Linked DNA regions of Oryza sativa: region 2 is linked to region 1. Evidence: chromatin contacts called from public ChIA-PET data. All regions are on one chromosome and are shown on one strand. Each heading gives the region's core, a stretch centred on a gene start, on an enhancer-like site or on the middle of the called end of the contact. The rest is flanking DNA. Distances are from core to core; before and after follow the strand shown. Region 1 holds the start of LOC4335914 (mitogen-activated protein kinase kinase kinase 3). Region 2 holds the start of LOC4335922.

Region 1 (3,489 bases), core at 169-2,668:
CAAGAATCATCAGATATTATATCAACACAAATTTTGAAATGAAATATATAAATACTGTAACAATGTGCTGTGGAACAATACGCTAATTTAAGTACCCCTAAACATAGGCACGTCATATGAATTTATATACTTCAAAAAGTTCTCAAATTGTCCAACTCAAAGAAGTTGTCAAATTAAGTTCAGAGCATAATGATTAACGAAAAGCACTGTACATTATTGTTGAGAGAACGTCAATGATTTAGCACAAGAACCAAATACACGTTTCAACAGAATGGTGACTCCAGGGCAACAAAAGAAACAACTATTCAGCCTTTTTAAAATTCTTTGTCCAACCATTAACACACCTTAGCGTCCCGAGTAATCCTGTGTGCAATACATATTTAGCAGAGAAAGAAAAATAAATGGCTTAGGATTCCCGAACTGGAAGTAATCTGAAACGACCATGGGAAAAGGTCAACTTGTAGAGTTGGTACGAAGCCACACTGTTCATTCATCACGTCCCCAACTCTGCACTTGACTAGGAACACTTAAAAGCAAGTAGCAAAGCCGAGTAAAGCCATTCACACGAAATTAGTGGGGAAAGTAACGCACGAAGCCTACATGCTACGCTTATCAGATCATGAAATTCCCCAAATTTTGATCACAATACCTATATATCTGGAATTGCACGTTGCACCCCCCGAGAAATAGAAATCGAACAGGCTGAGGTATTCCACGATCGCACACTTACCTACATACTTGCTGATCCGTCGCCTCGTCCGACGAATCATGCGAGCACACGCTCAACTCCTCCGACGAGGCGTCGCCGGCGACGCCGCCCACCACATCCCCGTTCTCCTCGAACCTTACAGGAGCCGGCTCCAACTCCGGCTCCTGCCCCTGCCCCTGCCCCCCCGGCCCCGCGTCACCCACGGGCACGGGGAGCTTGTACCCGACCTCCCCGAACCCCCCACCACACCGCCCGCCCCCATGCCGCGGCGCGGCGGCCGACGGCGAGTCGAGGCTGCGCGCCTTCTCCCTCGCCCGGGGGGTCACCGAGGGGGAGGCGGAGAGGTCAACGAGGTCGAGCGACTTGCGCGGGGACGACGCCGCGGAGGCCGCCCCTGCCCCGGGGGGCTTCCCCACGCCCTTCGCCTTCGACCTCGACTTCCGTGGCCACCACGCGGGCATCGCGCGCGCGATCAGCAGCACGCTGCGCCGGAGCAAAGCACCACACCACCTATCGTCCCCCTGCTGCCGCCGAGCTCAGGCGGCGGCGGCGGCGGCGCGGGGAAGCGAGGAGAGAGAGAGAGAGGAAGGCGCGAGGAAGGAGACGACGCGGCGGCGGCGACGCTTTTAGTCGGAGAGGAGGAGGAGGAGATATTTTTTTTTCCAATTATTTTCTTGTCTAAAAAACCCAAGCAAAAAATGCGGGGGATTGAGAGGTGTGCTCGCGCGCGCGAGTACTAGTGGTTGCTGCGAGCAAGTGGCGCTCAGGTGGGTCCCGAGCCAAGTAAATGCTTCTCACCGTCAAGCGGGGCTCCGCGTCCTCGAACCGTGGATGGCCCCACCTGCCAGTGACAGGTGGTGTGCGCGGCTAGCTGTAAGCGGAGTGCTACTACTACTACCAGCTCGCTCTCTCCTCTCCCGCCACTTGCGCGCGGCGGCTCTGCGAGGTGGGGCCAGCGCGTCTTTTTTTCTTTTTCTTTTTTTTTTTTGCGCTCGTGCGTGTGTTGGCTTTCGCCTTTTTTTCCTTTTTCACCGTGTGTGTCCCGTGCCGAATCTTCGCGGAACGCGGGTGGTGGTACTGGTAGTCTGGTAGACGGGTGCGGTGCGGTGCGCGCGTCGGGTTCGGGTCGGGAGGGAGGTTTGGTGACGCACGCCAAGCGGGGACGTGTTGAGCACACACCGGAGGAGTACACTGTACACAACGGCGGCTTGTAAAAGCAAGTTTAATAGCCAACTACTAGCTCCAATCCAACTATAGCCAATCTAATAGCTCATCCATATAATAGTTATATACTACACGATTAATACATGATCCCACATGTCATACACATACTGTGTCTTAGAGTCCGTGCTACAGCTGGTATAAATCTGTAGCCCGCTGCTTTTCTCTCTCCTTATTTTTCTTCTTAAAATATATTTGTAGCTAGCTTATAGCTTGCTATTGTACCTGATCTAATAACATCAAAAGCCGTTACCTATGTTCACCCTTTGTCTTATTAGAAAAAAACTAAGTAGTAGTATCATTTATTTGTTTTTGACTTGTTTTATCATTAAAGACACTTTAACATATGACTTGTATTGTATATGTACAATATTTTTTAATAAGACGAACAATTGTTCGAAAATAAGTAACATTATACTCTTAGAAAATGAGTAACAATTTTATTACGATGTCATGCAACTAATAATAAGTCATAGATATTTATTGTGGTGTTGCACAGATAACATCATTTGAACCTACGAGAGGATTACCTTTTAAAAAAATGGTAGCTACTTCAAAATTAAGATTAAATTAAATATGAATGTAGAGACATACTCCTGTACTCCTGTATGTTAAGACTTCATAATACAAGTAGCAACAAGCTAGTTGTAACTGTCCAATAGCTCATGTAATGTGTAATTATTTAATGTGGTTTGCAACTTTGCATTATTTATGGTCTTAAGCCAGAAATTGGAATGCCACGCCAATGGGATTGTCCCACCACTAGACCAATCAGACTAACATTTCCACACAATGATGCCATATTTCCATGTGCTAGAAAACTGCTACTACTCATTTTGCAATGGGAGTAATCAAACAGTGCAAGATCAGAGCATATCTTCTTAAACAACATTTTTCCAGGTTAGCTAATAAGTGAACTATTAGTGTATCTAAGTGGAATTTGCGTGTGGGTTGTGCTGTCCTAAACTCTATAAAAGTTTCAGTACATTGGTCCCAAAAGCATGTATGCGAGGAATCGTCGCTTTCAGACATGAAAGGGATTTGACAAAAATAAACCATGCCATTTATATATACTATGTGCTAAAGTCACCATCTCACTTTTCTTGCATGAAGTAACTATTTTAACTTTTTCATATCGTAGGAAACAATAAACAATATGTAGTACACACAGCATCAAATACACAGCAATAGGCATGTATCTGCAAAATACACTCTCCGTCCCCGAATCAAATCTTAGCTATAAATTCTTTATCCAGTTTTATAGTCAAGATTCAAATATTTTTAAGGACAAAGGGTGTAAAACCTTAGAAAAAATATCAAGGGATTACACGAGTTCTATAGTAGAACTCGTACATTAATTATGTGATCATTAACTTCGTTTAATTCCTTTCGTGGCCTAGAAACTGTAGGCAGAACGGCAGGAATCAAATCAATCTTTTTCACGCACAATAACCATAGATGGAGGCGTAATTCACGCCAAATCAATGCAAGCTCACATCACTTCGATCACTTCACAGTGAGCTAGCCTTATTTTTTTTAAAGAAACACAATGCAAACGC
Region 2 (3,675 bases), core at 780-3,279, 84 kb after region 1:
CTTTCATCCTAAAAATGATAAAATAATACGTCTGGTGTCCTAGGCCAATTAGATAGGCAGTGTCACGTTTTTGCTGTGTCTCTCAGCTAATTACATATTTTTTTTATGTGTCCTGTAGCAAATTTTGCTATTTTAAGGGGGTGTTTGGGAACTAGAGACTAAATTTAGTCTCTCTCACAGAATTATAAGTCCCTATGGTAGGGACTTATATTTTTGTGAGAGGGACTAAAGTTTAGCTCCACTTTAGGTGGTGTTTACTTCCAGGGACTTAACTTTAGTCCCTGTCTTTAGACACTAATTTAGAGTATTAAATATAGACTACTTACAAAACTAATTACATAAATAAAAGCTAATTCACGAGACAAATTTTTTAAGCCTAATTAATCTATAATTAGAGAATGTTTACTGTAGCATCACATAGGCTAATCATGGATTAATTAGGCTCATTAGATTCGTCTCGCAAATTAGTCCAAGATTATGGATGGGTTTTATTAATAGTCTACGTTTAATATTTATAATTAATTTTCAAACATTTGATGTGATAAGGACTTAAAAGTTTTAGTCTCATCTAAACAGGGCCTTAGTCCCTCCAACCAAACACCACCTAAAGACAAAAGAAGTGACACGTGCAGAGTGAGGGAAGCTGGCCAGAAATCCAGAAATGATCGTGAGGGCAGTTGCGTAATTAGACGAGAGAAAGTAAGCGTTCTCCTCGTGCCACGTTTCCCCTGGCCCCTCCTGCATAGTGGGGAAACGCGTGTCCCCAACTAGCAGCAGCAGCAAACGCAATCACCTGAGAATATACCGCACCTCCTCACTGACCCGTGGGGCCATCGTAGATCTGGCCCCACGTGTCACTGACCAGCAGGCTACGTGGAGGAGGCACACGTGGACGTTATCCGCTTCCGGTTTCCGACGCCAGGCGTGAGCCTCGCTGACGTGCCCGTCCCAGCAGCAGCTCAGGCAGATGCACTGCAAGGCAAATGTTGGAGTACGAAGTACTATCCATTGCACTTTTTTTTAGAGGAGGGTATTTTTTATCGGTCGCTATATCAAACCGATATATACCGCCTTTATCCATTGCACTTTTATCTAACACAATTTAACCATTTAAAAAAATTATCAATGGTCAAAGTCGAAGCAACGTCGGGCCAACAGTGAGTCAGCCACAACTGACAAGTGTATTATGTAGCTAATTCTCAAATTTTAAATTTGATTTTAAGTGTAAAAATAATCCTTCATCAATAACTTTGTTCCATTATTTTTTACTAGTATTTTCCTAACTTTGTTCCATTATTTTTTACTAGTATTTTCCTATGATTAATAGGAAAAAAGTAAAGATGCACGTAAATTTTTCTCAAATATCAAAATTCAAATCAAGATTAAATTACAATTAGAAAATGAGCAAAGTACACAGGTGCCTATATCTAAACTTGTATAAGTGTGTCATCTAGATCGCTAAATTCTTAAAATGTAATATGCAAGTCTCCAAACTTTGTCTAATGAGTGTCATGGAGATCAAAATGCTGTCTAACCCGCTCTGTATATGCCACGGTGGCGCATACGTGTTAGCCAGACCTCTATATTAGTCACATAGAAAAAATAAAAAAAAACATCTTCTCTATGCACGTTTTTTTCCATAGCCTCGTAGACCTCCATTATTATCCACCACGAGGATAACAAAGTGATCAACTCATTGGCCACAGGCAAAAGCAGCCTAACCTTTGCAAAACCGGATTCGGACACCAAAGCGAAGCCGCCTACACTACAGGGGCAATTCCGTCCAATCCAAAACCCGATCCACAAACGAGAAAACCGCGCGGGGCCCCACCGCCCCGAACCGTCTCGAACCCCCCCACCCCCGCCCTAAGGCCTAACGCCGTCAGTGACACACCCCCTACTCAAATTACCGAAACACCCCTCCATCCCCGCCTTGCCGTCCGATCCGCCTCGAGATTCGCAAACCGCTTCCCAATACTCCCTCCACCCGCCGTTATATATTGACGCCTCACGCGAACGGCGGGAAAGCGTAACAGAACAAACTAACTTCTTCTCGAGAGAGGAAAAAAAAAAAAGAAAAACCAAGAAGAAGTCGAGGAGAAGAGAGGAAGAGTAAAGCAGCGCGAGGAAGGAAGGCGAGTCTGCTTTGCGGGATTCGCCCGTAGTAGAGTTTGATTCCGCCGGGTTGGTTTGGTGGTTTGATCGGGGGAGGAGGAGGAGGAGGATGGTGGTGCGGGAGCCGGTGGCGATGGAGATACCGGCGGTGGAGTCGTCGGCGGCGGGGAGGATGCCGCCGAGGATCAGGCGGCGGTTGCTGGAGGGGAGCCGCGTCGGAGGCGGGGCGCCGACGAGCGCGGAGGAGATCGAGGCGAAGCTGAAGGAGGCGGAGCTCCGGAGGCAGGTAGGTGTCCCTGTCCGGGTTCCCTTTCCGTCGCTTTTTTTGTTTTTGTTTTTCTTTTCTTTCATTTCGTCCTTCGCGGTGGATTGTGGGGGGACGAGAGTGAACTGTGAATTCGAAGCTTTTGGAGCCTTTTGATTTAATTTGAGTTGCTTTGTTTCGGTTTCGAGTTTCGTAAGAAATGTTTTACTACTGATTAAACCATAGTGCCCTTTACATGCTGATGAACAGTTCAGAGTGGTGGTTTTGATGAATTTCGCTGCTATTTTTAGACTAGGATTAGTCCTTAATTTTCAGTTTTTTTTTTTTTGGGGGGGGGGGTACTCACGACCAGTTCTTTCTTAATCACTTATGTTCTACTTTAATTGGAAACTTATTTTGGCTGATTAGTGGAGACGCAAAGTTGGGATTACGTGGAAGGATTTCTGTGCAGTGAGGTTCTTTTTTGTTTTTGGTGGTTGGGATTCCTGGTGGGGAGTTGAAGTAACATTCTTTGGGGGATTCTGTTCTTGGTAGGTAGTCGTGAGATGAAGTTGGGTTCACGTGTGCCTCGAATTCGATTTCTTTTCCATTCGATTTTCTCTCAGCCGCATGATTTTGCGGCTCTGGATTAAAGCGTACTTTCCCCATATAAAAGGTCCCGTTTTTATCTGTTTGTTGGATATACACTGCACTAATAATTTAATGCAGTATATAATTATCTTTTGGTTTCTACCTGCGGTTTGCTAAAGAGTAATCAGTGGATATCAGTAACATATTTAGTTGTCTGCATCGAGTTACGACAGGTTGCCTGTAAAATAATTTCTTTTTTTTATATTCAAATTAGGAAGATAATATTTGTTGTAGAAAAAGGGTCATGAGCAAACAATTCAGCACATGGTGTCCCGTCGGTGAAAAGATTATGGTAGTTTGGTATGAATAGTTTGTGTACCACCGACCACACTTGGATTCGCTTAGAAGTTAGAAGTAACTTTCGTCGCACTTGTAGTACTGAAAATTTGGTGACCAGTAAGTAATAGGGGTGAAACTTTTTTTGGTTGATGTGATTTGGTAGGTTCAGTTCACTTGAAGTTTTTTTCTTCTTCTTTTTGGGACCGTATCGTATGACTCGTATTTGGGTCTAGTATATTTGATTGATTTGTTATTAAGATGTTGGTACTGTATTTATTGATAAATGATTGATCAACATAGCTTATGGTCATATGTTGTTTGCACTTTGCAGCAATTCCATGAATGGGTGTCCTGCAAAGCGAGGAAGAAGCCGCGGAGCCCATCAT

Evidence for each region. ChIA-PET counts read pairs in DNA pulled down with a chosen protein or histone mark.
Region 2: an RNA polymerase II ChIA-PET map of leaf shows a contact between it and region 1, with 2.2 times the contacts expected there. The contact joins the promoter of LOC4335922 here to the promoter of LOC4335914 in region 1. A contact is called at or near these places in 1 of 15 Hi-C or Micro-C datasets (seedling) and 1 of 4 datasets of contacts at active chromatin or transcription factors (leaf).

Annotation. Positions count from the first base shown.
Region 1 is chr4:22,157,292-22,160,780 of ASM3414082v1, forward strand. LOC4335914 (mitogen-activated protein kinase kinase kinase 3) reads right to left here and starts at 1,419. Exons shown (of 11, transcript XM_015781026.3): 1 at 731-1,419. The coding sequence starts at 1,170.
Region 2 is chr4:22,240,736-22,244,410 of ASM3414082v1, forward strand. LOC4335922 reads left to right here and starts at 2,030. Exons shown (of 9, transcript XM_015780602.3): 1 at 2,030-2,401; 2 at 3,621-3,675. The coding sequence starts at 2,225.